Linked DNA regions of Mus musculus: region 1 is linked to region 2. A link is a contact called in public promoter capture Hi-C data. All regions are on one chromosome and are shown on one strand. The core of a region is the stretch at or near the end of the contact, and the rest is flanking DNA. Distances in the headings are between cores, read along the strand shown.

Region 1 (6,277 bases), core at 835-3,334, 1.2 Mb before region 2:
TGTGGTCATCCACATATAATGGTGCATGCCTGTAATCCTAGTACTGGGGGCGGGGGAGGGGGGTGAGTCAGGAGGATCTCAAGTTTGAGACTAACCTGGGTTATACACTGAGACTGTCTGAATTGAACTCAAACCAAATCAAGTAACCACCATTGCTGCTGCCGCCACCAGCACCAGCACCAGCACCATCAGAGAATGCTATTACTACTTGATATGTGGCAGAAATAGTTGTGTCTTAACAGATGAGGACCCTGAGTCACAATTACTTCTCTATGGTCTTGTAACTATTACATAGTAGAGCAGGAACTGAACGAATGGCTTCAGAGGGACCTAAGCAGGGAAGTCCTTCTCACCAGTGACTGTTCACTTGTTTCTAAGTTGGGGATTATTATTGTTGGTGAATTTTAACCCAGAACAGTGCAAAAAATGCATGTGGGTTACATGTTACAAAAAATGCAGAGTATGGTACTCACCTTTAATCCCAGACTCAGGGAAGCAGAGGCAGGCGAATCCATATTGTGTTCCAGGCCAGCCAGGAATACATAGAGAAATCCTCACTCAAAAAACCAAAATTATGTTGCAATAGACATCTACTTAAATACAAACTCTTGTATTCCTGAAGGCTTTACTGTCTTTCCCAGTAGATATGGTGTCATAAAATGACAAGACCCAACAAGAAGTGGTTAGAAAAAGATTTCAAAGTTCAAGGCCAAAGTTTGATACTGCCCTCTACACTAAATTCTTTGATAGTCACGTTTTCTCTTAAAGTTATATGCAATTGTTAATTTCTATTCCACAACCAGGTTGCTCATTTACTCATAGGAAACTTGCTGGCCAGGTGTGGGCTACCACCCCTATAATCCCAGCAGTGGGGTGGTGGAGGCAGGCCCACTAGAGTTTCATAGCAAGAGCAGCTTCCAAAGCTTGCTTATCCTAAATCTTTTCTTGTTTTTTTTTTTTTTTTCCCCTGTGTGGGCGTGTCTTGGTTATGTCAAAGATTTGACTATTCTTTAAGAGACTTAATGAAGCTTTAGGAAGGAATTAAGGGGCTAGTTTTCTTCCTTCCTTCCTTCCTGTCTTTCTTTCTTAGATTTATTTATTATATGTAAGTACACTGTAGTTGACCTCAGACACTCCAAAAGAGGGCATCAGATTTCATTACGGATGGTTTTGAGCCACCATGTGGTTGCTGGGATTTGAACTCAGGACCTTTGGAAGAGCAGTCAGTGATCTTAACCGCTGAGCCATCTCTCCAGTCCCGGGGGCTAGTTCTCTTAGCTTGGTAGTTTTAGAGCAAAGACATTGGGGCTGAGGGTTGCCCAGTTGGTTGCATGCATTCACAGTAGCTCTGAGTTTGATCCCTTGCATCGTGTAAAGCAGGAGTGTTGGCATATATCTGAGATTTCAGCGTTTGGGAGGCAGTAGAGAAATCAGAAGTTCAAGGTCATTCTCAGCTACATAAGGAGTTTGGGACCTGGACAAGTCACATGATCTTCTGCCTCAGAAAAACAACCCCCCCAAACAAACAAAATGCCTTTACTGTAAACAGTCCGTTAAATGCAAACATATACCCACGTGATGGAAGGTTCCCTGAAAGTTGTTCTCTGACCACAGCTTGTCATTCCATCTTCAATAGATAAATGTATTAAAAAGTTAAAAAAAATGTCCATTCACTAAGGGTCTGTTAGTTTGAGCCAAAATCAATAGGTCAAACATTAAAAATAAAATAAATCAGTGTAAAGTTTGATGAGAACAGTTGACCTTTGCGGGGCGCATCGAATACACTTCATCCTACCGTGGTGGCAGTAAGAACTTCTGGAAGCGGCTACAGAGCACTGCCCTTGCAGCACGTGCGTGTACTGCAGGAAGGAAGCCACCTGGGAACCCGGCTTAGAGGAAGTCAGCCTCAGATCCCAAATTGGGCGTCTCCCGGCCACGATCGCACGCGCACTCGCCGTCCTACAAGGTAGCAACCCTCCGGTTGCTAGGGCTGTGGTCCTGCACCCAGTGCGCAGCTCCCGCCTCGGGGCGGGGCCGCGGGGAACGCGCGCCTCCGACGTCATCGCCGCGCGCCGCCGCCCGCGCTTCTGCTACTTCGCGGGAGAAGTTGTTGGCGCCAATGGATCCCGAGCCCCGATAACGAATTACCCCAGCCACGGGCCTGCCCACCTGCTCCTGTTCGGTCGTGGGGCTGCGATGGTGAGCCGCCCGGGAGGCCGTGCAGCTACAGAGGCTTTGCAGGCGGGGGTGTGAACGGGGCGCCGCCGCGGTGCGGGATGGGGAGGACGATGCAGAGGGCTCCGAGGGGCCCGGCTTAGGGTGCGGGGCGCACCAGGGACGCAGCTGCAGGGAGGTGGCTGCTACGCGGCAATTTCACATCCCCACCCCCCCGACTCTTGGGGGAAGGGAGGAAGGAAGAAGAAAGTTGATTTGGACGGGGCGTTAAAAGTTACTTTCGTGTACAGCCTTGTCCCAAATCATCTCTGTTGGAGTGCTTCCTAAAGTCCCGACTTCAAGCTTTGCGTGGAAGAATGTCACACTTGGCTTTCGCAGGGAGAAGTTTGCTCGGGCCTTCAGCTTGAATCAGCTTCCTGGAAGCGAGTGTCAGCTGTGACACAAGGAAGTTTATTTGTTTATTTTGTTTAGAATAATTTATAGGAGTTGAGCGGATCCTGGTTTACCAGGAATAAAAACACGGCGAGTACAGACGGATGTTCTGTATTTGACAGCTGTCATCTCTTATCACCTGTTACGATAAGTAGTTTTTTTTTTTTTTAAACCTCAGTTCCAACTTCAATAATTCAATGTAGTGGACATTCAAATAGTTTGAAAGTGAAATTGTTTGAAAGTCCCTGGCATAGGAGACAGATACAAGTTGGAAATAATTTTTAATTTACTGGACCACTGAAGATGTTCAGCTAATCTACAAGATATTTAACAATCACACTTACACACACTTTTATTATTCTTAAGCTTGTCAGAACACCAGCATGCAGGGGAGAAAAGTGTTACACCAAACTGGAAAAAGTTTCAGCTCTCTGTTTTTTATTCTTTGGGGAAAAAAGATAGTGATGGTAGCCACCCAGAGTCGGCCTTTTTATTTTCGGGATAATATGTGAGTTTGCTTTAAATACCGTCTAGAAATTCATCTGAAGTGTTGTTTTGGAAAATATTTATTCTTATTTTAGTTATGTGTATCTGTGTTTGTATATGCACACATAGTTTGTGTATGCACACATATGTTTGAAGGCCCATGGTAGCCAGAAGAGTGTGTCAGATCCTCCAGAGGTGGTGTTACAGGTGGTTTTGAGCTGCTTTCTGTGGGTGTTAGTTCTGGAAGTCAGGGTCTCTGCAAAGAACAATATGCACTCTTAACCACTGAACCATTTGTTCAGCCCCCAAGTCCAATACATTCTTATTTGACTTGTAACGTGTATGTTGTGTCTGAGTATATTTCTGTGACTATGCATGCCTGATGCCATCAGAGGCCAGAAGAGGGTGTTGAACCCTTTGGAATTGGAGTTGAACTCATGTCCTCTGAAAGAGCAGCAAGTACTCTAACTCCTGAGACATCTCTTCAGTCATACCTCTCCAGTTCATTGGTGGTGCATGACTTTAATCACAGCACCTGGGAGGCAGAGGCAGGTGGATCTCTATAAGTTTGAGGCCAGCCAGCTCTACAGAGTGAGTTCCGGTACAGCCAAGGCTACACAGAGAAATCCTGTTTTGAATAAATTACGTGTACAAGTGTTTTGTCTGCATGCGTGTATGTGCAGTGCATGCAGCCCTGGTCCCAAGAAGGTCAGAAGAGGGCATTGGGTCCCCTGGTACTGGCGTCATACATGGGTGTGAACCATCACGTGGGTGGTGGAAACTGAAGCCAGGTCCTTTGCAAGAGCAGCAAGTGCTCCCAATCACTGGACACATCTCAAGCCTCCCAAGTTCTTCGTGGTTGTTGTTGTTGTTTTGTTTTTTTGAGACAGGGTCTCTCTCTATGTAGTCCAGGCTGTTCTAGAGCTTACTATGTAGAGCAGGCTGGCCTTGAACTAACAAGAGATGCTTCTGCCTCTGCCTCCTGAGTGCTGGGATTAAAGTCCCATGCCTTCATGCTCAGCTCCAAGTTTATTGTTTTGAAGGAAGATTTGGGTAATAGTGCCATGTGTCAGGTCTTGAAATTACAGTGTAATTATAGATTAGGCTGGTGTGAACTCATGATCCTCTTGCCTTAACTCACAGTCCAGTTTTTTAACAGTAAAGATACCTTTGTTGTTGTTGTTTTTCGAGACAGGGTTTCTCTGTGTAGCCCTGGCTGTCCTGGAACTCACTTTGTAGACCAGGCTGGCCTCAAACTCAGAAATCTGCCTGCCTCTGCCTCCTAAGTGCTAGGAAATAAAGGTGTACGCCACCATGCCCGGCTAAAGATACCTTTTAAACAGTTTGTCATACAACTAGAAGGTGGTTAAACTGGAAGGAGAGCCTAGGCATTTCTGACTACTATGCTATTCTGCCTCCCGAAAATGATCAGCGTTGCATTTTGGAATTTAGGTGTGTTGGTATTGTGGGAAGTTGAGATTTTTTTGTTTTTGATTTTGTTTTGTTTTTCGAGACAGGGTTTCTCTGTGTAGCCCTGGCTGTCCTGGAACTCACTTTGTAGACCATGCTGGCCTTGAACTCAGAAATCCGCCTCCCAAGTGCTGGGATTAAAGGTGTGTGCCACCACGCCCGGCTAAAGACTTTAATAGTTAATAGTTATATTAACATGCTAATATGCCTTATAATTATCTGGACCTGTACAAGTAGATTAACTCAAGTGACTCCTGTCTCAGACTTCCAAGTGCTGTGATTACTGGTGTGATCCACTGGACTTTATTCTTGGTTTCTGCTTGCAAAAAGGATGGGATGAATAATAACTACTACCTTGATAACTTAACATTAAAAATTATATTTATTTACTTTTTTCTTTTTTTTTTTAAAAGATTTATTTTTTCATTTATTATATGTAAGTACACTGTACCTGTCCTCAGACACTCCAGAAGAGGGAGTCAGATCTCGTTACCGATGGTTGTGAGCCACCATGTGGTTGCTGGGATTTGAACTCCTGACCTTCGGAAGAGCAGTTGGGTACTCTTACCCACTGAGCCATCTCACCAGCCCATTTATTTACTTTTTAAAAAATGTGTGTGTGTGTCATAGCATAGTTGTAGAGGATCCAGGTTTAGTTTCCAGCACCCACCCACATGACAGCTTATAGCAGCCTGGTCCTCTTAATTAAAAGATATACTTATTAGTTTATGCATGTAAGTGTTTGCTTGCATGCTTGCATGTGCACCATGTATTGTGCTTGGTGCCTGAGGAAGCCAGAAGAGGGTGTTGGATTTCCTGAAACTGGAGTTACAGGTTGCTATGAGCTGCCATGTGGGTGCTGGGAACTGAACCTGGGTCCTCTATAAGGGCAGCAAGTGCTATTAACTGTTCAGCCTTCTTTAATGGAATATTTGCAGAATTAAGACAATTTTAAGGGCCAGAGAGATGGTTCAGTTGGTATAGTGCCTGCCCTACAAGCATGAAGGCTTGAGTTTGGGTCCCCAGCACTCAAAATGCAGGTGTGGTTGTATGCATTTGTAACCCCAGTGTTGAGGGAGGAAGGGAGCTAGGTGGATCCCTGGTGCTCATGACTGCCAGCCTCCGCGAATGAATCACCCGCCTGCTGCAGGTTCAATGAGAGGAACAGTGTATGCACAGCTTTGATTCTGGAGCTTGGCATGTAGTAGGCATTATATAGTTGTTCCAGCTGCAATAATCTGTTTTTCAGAAAGGATCCTAGACAGGGTCTTACTGTGTATCTGAGTGATCTGGAACTGCTATGTAAACCATGCTGGCCTTGAACTAACAGATCCTTCTGCCTCTGCTTCTGTGGCCTCTGATGGGATCAAAGGTATGCACCACCATGTCCAGCCTGTCCTTTTTATTTGGTGAGAACTTTTGTAGGTGTTTGCATCAGTTCTTAAGGGCATAAGAAGCTGGTCATGCTCTTAGCCAGTGCTTGTGCAGCAGAGGCAGAAGGATCAGGAGTTAAAGACCAATCTCTGTTACGTAGTTCCCGTTCAGCCTGCAGTTCATGAGACCCTATCTCAGAAAATTAGGAGAAAAAAAAGGGGGTAGGGGCATAGATGCTTCTGACAGTAGGTGGCTAACAGCTGCCTGTAACTCCAGCTCCCAGGGATTCAAGGCACCTGGTCCTTGAGGGCACTTGTACTCATGTCCACATACACATATA
Region 2 (5,774 bases), core at 3,080-5,579:
GTGGTCACTTTCTCTCTTTGGTCAGATCCAAAGACATATCCAGAACTAAAACAAATTAAACCTATCAGGACTCAGGGAGATGCCCCAGGAGTAACAGCACTCACAGACTGACTCATGGTACCTGTGTGGTCTGGATGATGGTCAGGTCATTCATTCGAGAAATCCCTGCTCCCATAGGCGCTCGAAGGCCAGCTGTCCCAAACTCCATCCGGGCCCCAAAGCATTTCCGCAGCTCTTCTTTATTACCTCCAGCAATGAGCTGTTTCACTGACTCAGAGGTTAAAGGGTTCTGAAAGAAAGACATGGATGTACCAGGCACAGCTTGGTTAAGAAAAAGACAGAAAATCTGCAAGGTAGACCATGCCCTCAACACACACACACACACACACACACACACACACACACACACACACACACATCTCACCTCTATGAAAAACCTGTATAAACAGAGGCTTTTGCATTTCCTGGTGTTTTTGAAATCTGAGCTAAGGAATTTGATGTAAGATGTATTCTCTGTCCTACTGAGGGAACAGTTTTAGAGAAAATGAACTAGATGCTGTTTTAGGACAGACATCTAACTCGCTCAGGGAGATCTCAGATCATTTGCTTACCAACCCCGTGCTTGAGAAGGCTAGAAAGTTTCCCAAGAACCTATTTTCCCCATCTGTAAAAGGGGAACCAGCTAGAACCTCTCTTGCATATTTTTCAAGGTTTGAAATGACTTCGTCTTGGTCTGACACTGAGTTGTGATGTTCATCTCCTTCCCTAAGGTCCTCAAACTGTTCCAGGGTGGTAGGTCAGTCAGTACAATCGAGACCGTACTTTTGTAGTGCTTTATAATTCTTACAAAGTGTTCCCTTTGTATCTGGTCGTGTTTCAATGACTCTAAGTCAGGTCAATAATAGCTGATGGTTTTGGTAGTATTTTACACTACAGAAATTGAATGGCTTGCTTAACTGCATGGTGAACATTAGCCTAGTGCTTTTTCTATTACCTTAATTGCAAACAGATAAGGACATGAATCATTTATGTACACTTGCCTTGTTTTCTTCACAGAACGATTGCTGGAGATGTGAAGATTGGAGAATTACCTAACTCCACATGGACTTTTACATTAAGAATTGAGGGAAGGCTGGAGTGAAGCACTTCTAATCGTCACTCCCCAAAATGAACACTGGGCAAGATAAGGCCCCATAATTAAACTTTGAAATGTGGTCGCCATAAAACCTTGGCTTCAATCAAGCCTATAGTTCCAGATAGTTCCAGCTTCAACAGGAACTGGGACCAACCTTTTGATTAACACTAGATTCCAACCCCAGAGAACCATCTTACCCATTACACCGGCAGGTGCCCCCAAGGCAAGGCTCAGAGCTGTCATACAAAGGGAGCACAACAAACATCTGCTGAGTGGCTGAGACAACACAGACTTCCTGGCCACACCCAATATCCAGGGCGTCTCTGAGGCCTACTGTGGATTTCAAAAGTCTTAACTGGTCTTGGATTGCTAGAAAAGACTCAGCAGCCTGAGAGAACAAAGCAAAGAGATAAAGAAAAGTCAAGAAGAGAGCAGCAGAGATAAGGGTCAGACCTGGGGGTGAAGGAAAACGGACAGAAGAGGGAGGCACAGGGGAGGGGATATAATAACCATGCAGAGAGCACAACTAGAGTCCTTGCCAGCATGGGTGGCTCTGCAACCTTTTAGCTGGTGGGAGGTCCCCTGAAGAATGAATAGGTCCTTCCCAGAGAGGCACCCATCTCCAGTTAAAGGAACTGAGAGGGGCTAAAGTCAGCTCCATCAGTTAACTGCTGGCTATGCAAGCTTTAAGACCCAAGCTCAAGTCCCCGGCATGCACTAGCCAGCCCGGCCAAGCAGAGCTCATCTGTAAATCTAATGCTGGAGGTAGACAGACTATGTATGCATAGAGTGGGTGGTTCAGACAATTTAGAATTTAGCCAATCGGCTCCTCGTTCAATGAGAGTATGCTTGGGCCAAGGAGTGGCACTATTAGGAGGCCTCGTTGGAGGAAGTGTATCACTGTGGGGGTGGGCTTTGGGGGATCTTCCTCCTAGATGCCTGGAAGACAGCTTCTGTTTGCCTGCAGAACAAGATGTAGAACTCTTAGCTCCTTCACTAGCACAGTGCCTGCCTACATGCGGCCATGCTTCCTATTATGATGATAATGGACTGAACCTCTGAAACTGTAAGCCAGCCCCAATTAAATGTCCTTTATAAGAGTTGCCTTGGTTATGGTGTCTCTTCACAGCAACAACTAACTCTACCCTAGCTAAAGCAGAATGAATGAGGAAGGTACTTTCAGCCTCTGGCCTCTCTGCACAAACATGCACCACAGGTGCCCACACAGCTACACACAAGCACATGAACACAGACACAGCCATACACCACAAAGACACACCTCGGATTGGGAAAAGAACATTGAAGCATCTCCAGAGGAGAAAAGGACAAGTTTCCACGGAGGTACCGTGGACATCCAAGACAGATTCCATGTTCTACAGTAATTACATTTTCTGCTCACTTCTGAGCCCATCTGTGAAGTACCTTCTGAAGACCAATAGATCCCAGGCTCTGATGGGATCAAAGGGTCCCTCCTTTGATGGATCCATAATATGCCGGGATTATGAGGAGGTGACAAATGGTGGGAACTGGGAGCAAGTTGGAGAATCGAGGATACTGGGACTTGTCACAGGATGGTATATTTCCTCAATGGCCTCTTCCTGTATTCCCCCTTTCTCTGCTCCTTAGCCAACAGCTCTGCTACTCCTTTCTACCATGAAGGATAAGAGCATCTCAGAGTGTGAGCAGAGCAGTTCTTTCCCGCCCCTTCAGTCTCTGTCAGACACTTAGTCAAGTGGTACAAGAGCCCAATAACACACACAAGACTTCTTAGCTGAGGTGTTAGGACAGCTACACAATGCAAGTTATTAAGTGATCAGAAATGGAAACAGTTTCCTCCCCTTAAACATCCTGGAATGCTTTATGTTTCCAGGAAAAAAAAAATCCACAACAAAGCAAAACAAAACCTCCCATGAGGCGCTAGCACTGCCATCCTGTTTCCAGGATGGCCTGACTATTCATTTTCTAGGTGTGAGCGAGCAAAGGCCTCTGCTGAGCCTTCCAGCCTCTATCCAGTCACCAAATGTTTCAGGGACCAACTATAGACATGCAGTACGGCACTACGGTACTACGGTACTATAGACCACGGAAAGCAGCAGAGACACACAGCACCAGCTACATAATTTTCAGGGGGGGCCAGTGCACAATTAGAACGAAAGACTCCGTGTTTAACAATAGAGAATCTCAAAGTAGTGCTTTAAAATACGGCTTGGGCCCTTCCCTGAGTACAGGTTCAGTGGATCTGCGTGGGTCTCACCTCCTGAAGTCAGCCCTGGATACCGACAAATTTTAAACAAACAAGCCTGTAAGGGATTGTCTTTCAATTCCAGGAAGAGCAGGGAACCAAAGGCCTGGGCTGTCTAGAGAGAGAGTTTGAGTTGCACTTGGGAGACAGGAAAGATCCGCTAAGTTCACACAGGAAAAACGACAAGAGAAATAAAGTCAGCAGAACACCGGCAAGAGGAACATTGCGGGAAAGCAACAGGACACGCGAAAGCACAGGTCAGAGAGAACTTGTAGAGGGCAAAGGAAGTGATGTCCGGAGCTGGCCGACTGACTAAGACATTACAGGGGAAAGGCGCAGCTGGGGCCAAAGCGTTCCCTGTCACCTTCCCAGTGGAGTGTATGTTCTCTGGAAAACTCCCTGTCAGCCTGGCCCATCAGGGACCCGGTAGTATCCATGAAATCAGAAAAGGTGGTCTGGACTGTGGAGAAGTCCAGGTCCCGGGAAAGGCGGGACAGAGCGGATTCTGAATGGATGAAGATGCTCAGCCCATCACAGAACCTCAAAAACCTTCTCGTGCGTGGACTACCCCGGGTCCCAGGCCCGCTACATTCACTCTCCACCCCACTCCCCGCCCCCCAGCTCGCTCCTCTACCGGGTCTAGCAGCCGGGCGAGCCACACAGCTGTCTCCAGTCCCGCAACAGCTTATGCCGAGCAGGCACCGTGTGGCGAGGCAGGGAAGGAAAGAAGGAAGCTGGGCCCGGCTCCCTGCCGGACAAGCCACGGCGCCCGAGAACCGAAGAGCCGGAGATCGGCCCTTACCTGGTCCCAACGCAGCCACTGCGCGGTCTCCTGGTCCAGTCGCGCGTCCATACCCAAGCCACTGCCTTCCGGAGCCGGTGTCTCTGTCGGTGTCGCCGCCGCCATCCCGCAGCAGTCACAACCGGGCGGAGGAGGCCGGGTCACCCTTCTGGAGGGGCGGGGAGAGGGCGGGGAAAGAGGCGTAGTCAGAGAGCCGGAGGGAAGAGGACGTGCAGCAGCCCCGCCCGGTTCCAGACTCGCCATTAGTGGGTGTGCTTCCCGGAGGGCCAGGCAATTGGGGAGTGCTTTGTTGTTAGGAGAGCTGGAGGCTCGCCTTACTCTAGTCTCCTAGGCCCTACATACCCAGGGTCCTCCAGCAAACATCAAGTATGCATTTGGTGCCCATCACACCTGAGATGCTAGTCTGACTGCGCTGGGAAGCAGAGCACATTGGCGCAGGCCAGTAGCCACATGGCAGAGGCAGGCAGGTCTCTGTGAGTTAGAGGCCAATCTGATCTACATAGTGAACTCTAGACTAACTAGGGGTACATAGGGAGATCCTATCTCAAAATGTAAATTAAATTAGAGAATAGCAGAGGGGGAAACAAATCTTGAAAAAGAAGAGCCAAGTGGGAAATAAATCAAATAGACCAACGAGCCAGAAATGAGATAACACTTGCAAAGACAGTTTATGTCAGAAGAGCAACCGGAAGGACGAGTTGTAATTTCAAGGCACCGGGTCAACTGGATTTTCACACTAGAAAATGTAAAAAGAATGTCGACTCATCCGCCTGAGGTCGCCACACACAAACGAGAATTCCAGGTCAGCTGGGTGATGTATGTGCACACCTGGCTGGGCACGGGGAAGCACAAGCAAGAATGGTTCTGAGCCGCACATGATGCCTTCCTCGCTCCTGCAGTCCCGACTGTTGGGACTGTTGTGAGTTCAGGGCCTGGCCTACAAAGTGAGTTCCAGTTCACCGTGGGTTCCAGTGTGAGATCTCGTCTCAACAAGCAAACAAACAAACAAACAACCCTAAAACGAAAGAAAAAACAATTAAACAAAAAAAATCCAAAGCAGTTAAGAGCACGGGTTGTTCTTCCAGAGCACCTAAGTTTGATTATCAGCACTAGCATGGCTGCTCAGGATGGTCTGAAACTCCAGTTCCAGGGGATCCTGCATCCTTTTCAGACCTCCATTGTCATATATATCCATGGTGCATAGACATGTATGCAGGCAAAATACAAACATACACACACACACACACACATACACACACACAACTTTTTAAAAGGTTTCTAGCAGATTTAGTCGCAAAAAGCTCCAACCATACACATCCAGATTGCCAACAATAGAATGGATAAATATGTAGTGGTATATTCATTCTAAATCATATACATAAATGATGATCGATAAGCCATGAGTTACACAGCCCAGTGAGAATGAAGAACTGTATACAACTTCATGGATGTAGCTCACAACCATCCCATAGAGTGAAAGAATTCAGACCTCTGACAGACATTGGGTCTGACAGACACTGACTAAGAAAAGCACAAAGAAAGAAAACAAATCAGTATTTTCCAGAACTGGATATGGGGATTCACTGCAAAGGTCA

Evidence for each region. Promoter capture Hi-C pulls out the DNA fragments that hold promoters and counts their contacts.
Region 1: a contact with region 2 is called in a promoter capture Hi-C map of pre-B cells, with 4 times the contacts expected there. The contact joins the promoter of Rfc1 here to the promoter of Pgm2 in region 2. A contact is called at or near these places in 9 of 39 promoter capture datasets (the 3T3-L1 cell line, the HPC-7 cell line, cranial neural crest and 5 more), 2 of 484 Hi-C or Micro-C datasets (B cells and uterus) and 1 of 9 other capture datasets (adipose tissue).

The regions. Positions count from the first base shown.
Region 1 is chr5:65,331,446-65,337,722 of GRCm38.p6, reverse strand. Rfc1 (replication factor C (activator 1) 1) reads left to right here and starts at 2,084. Exons shown (of 25, transcript NM_001347357.1): 1 at 2,084-2,199. The coding sequence starts at 2,197.
Region 2 is chr5:64,091,494-64,097,267 of GRCm38.p6, reverse strand. It overlaps Pgm2 (phosphoglucomutase 2), which reads right to left and starts at 4,329. Exons shown (of 14, transcript NM_025700.3): 1 at 4,180-4,329; 2 at 122-289. The coding sequence starts at 4,284.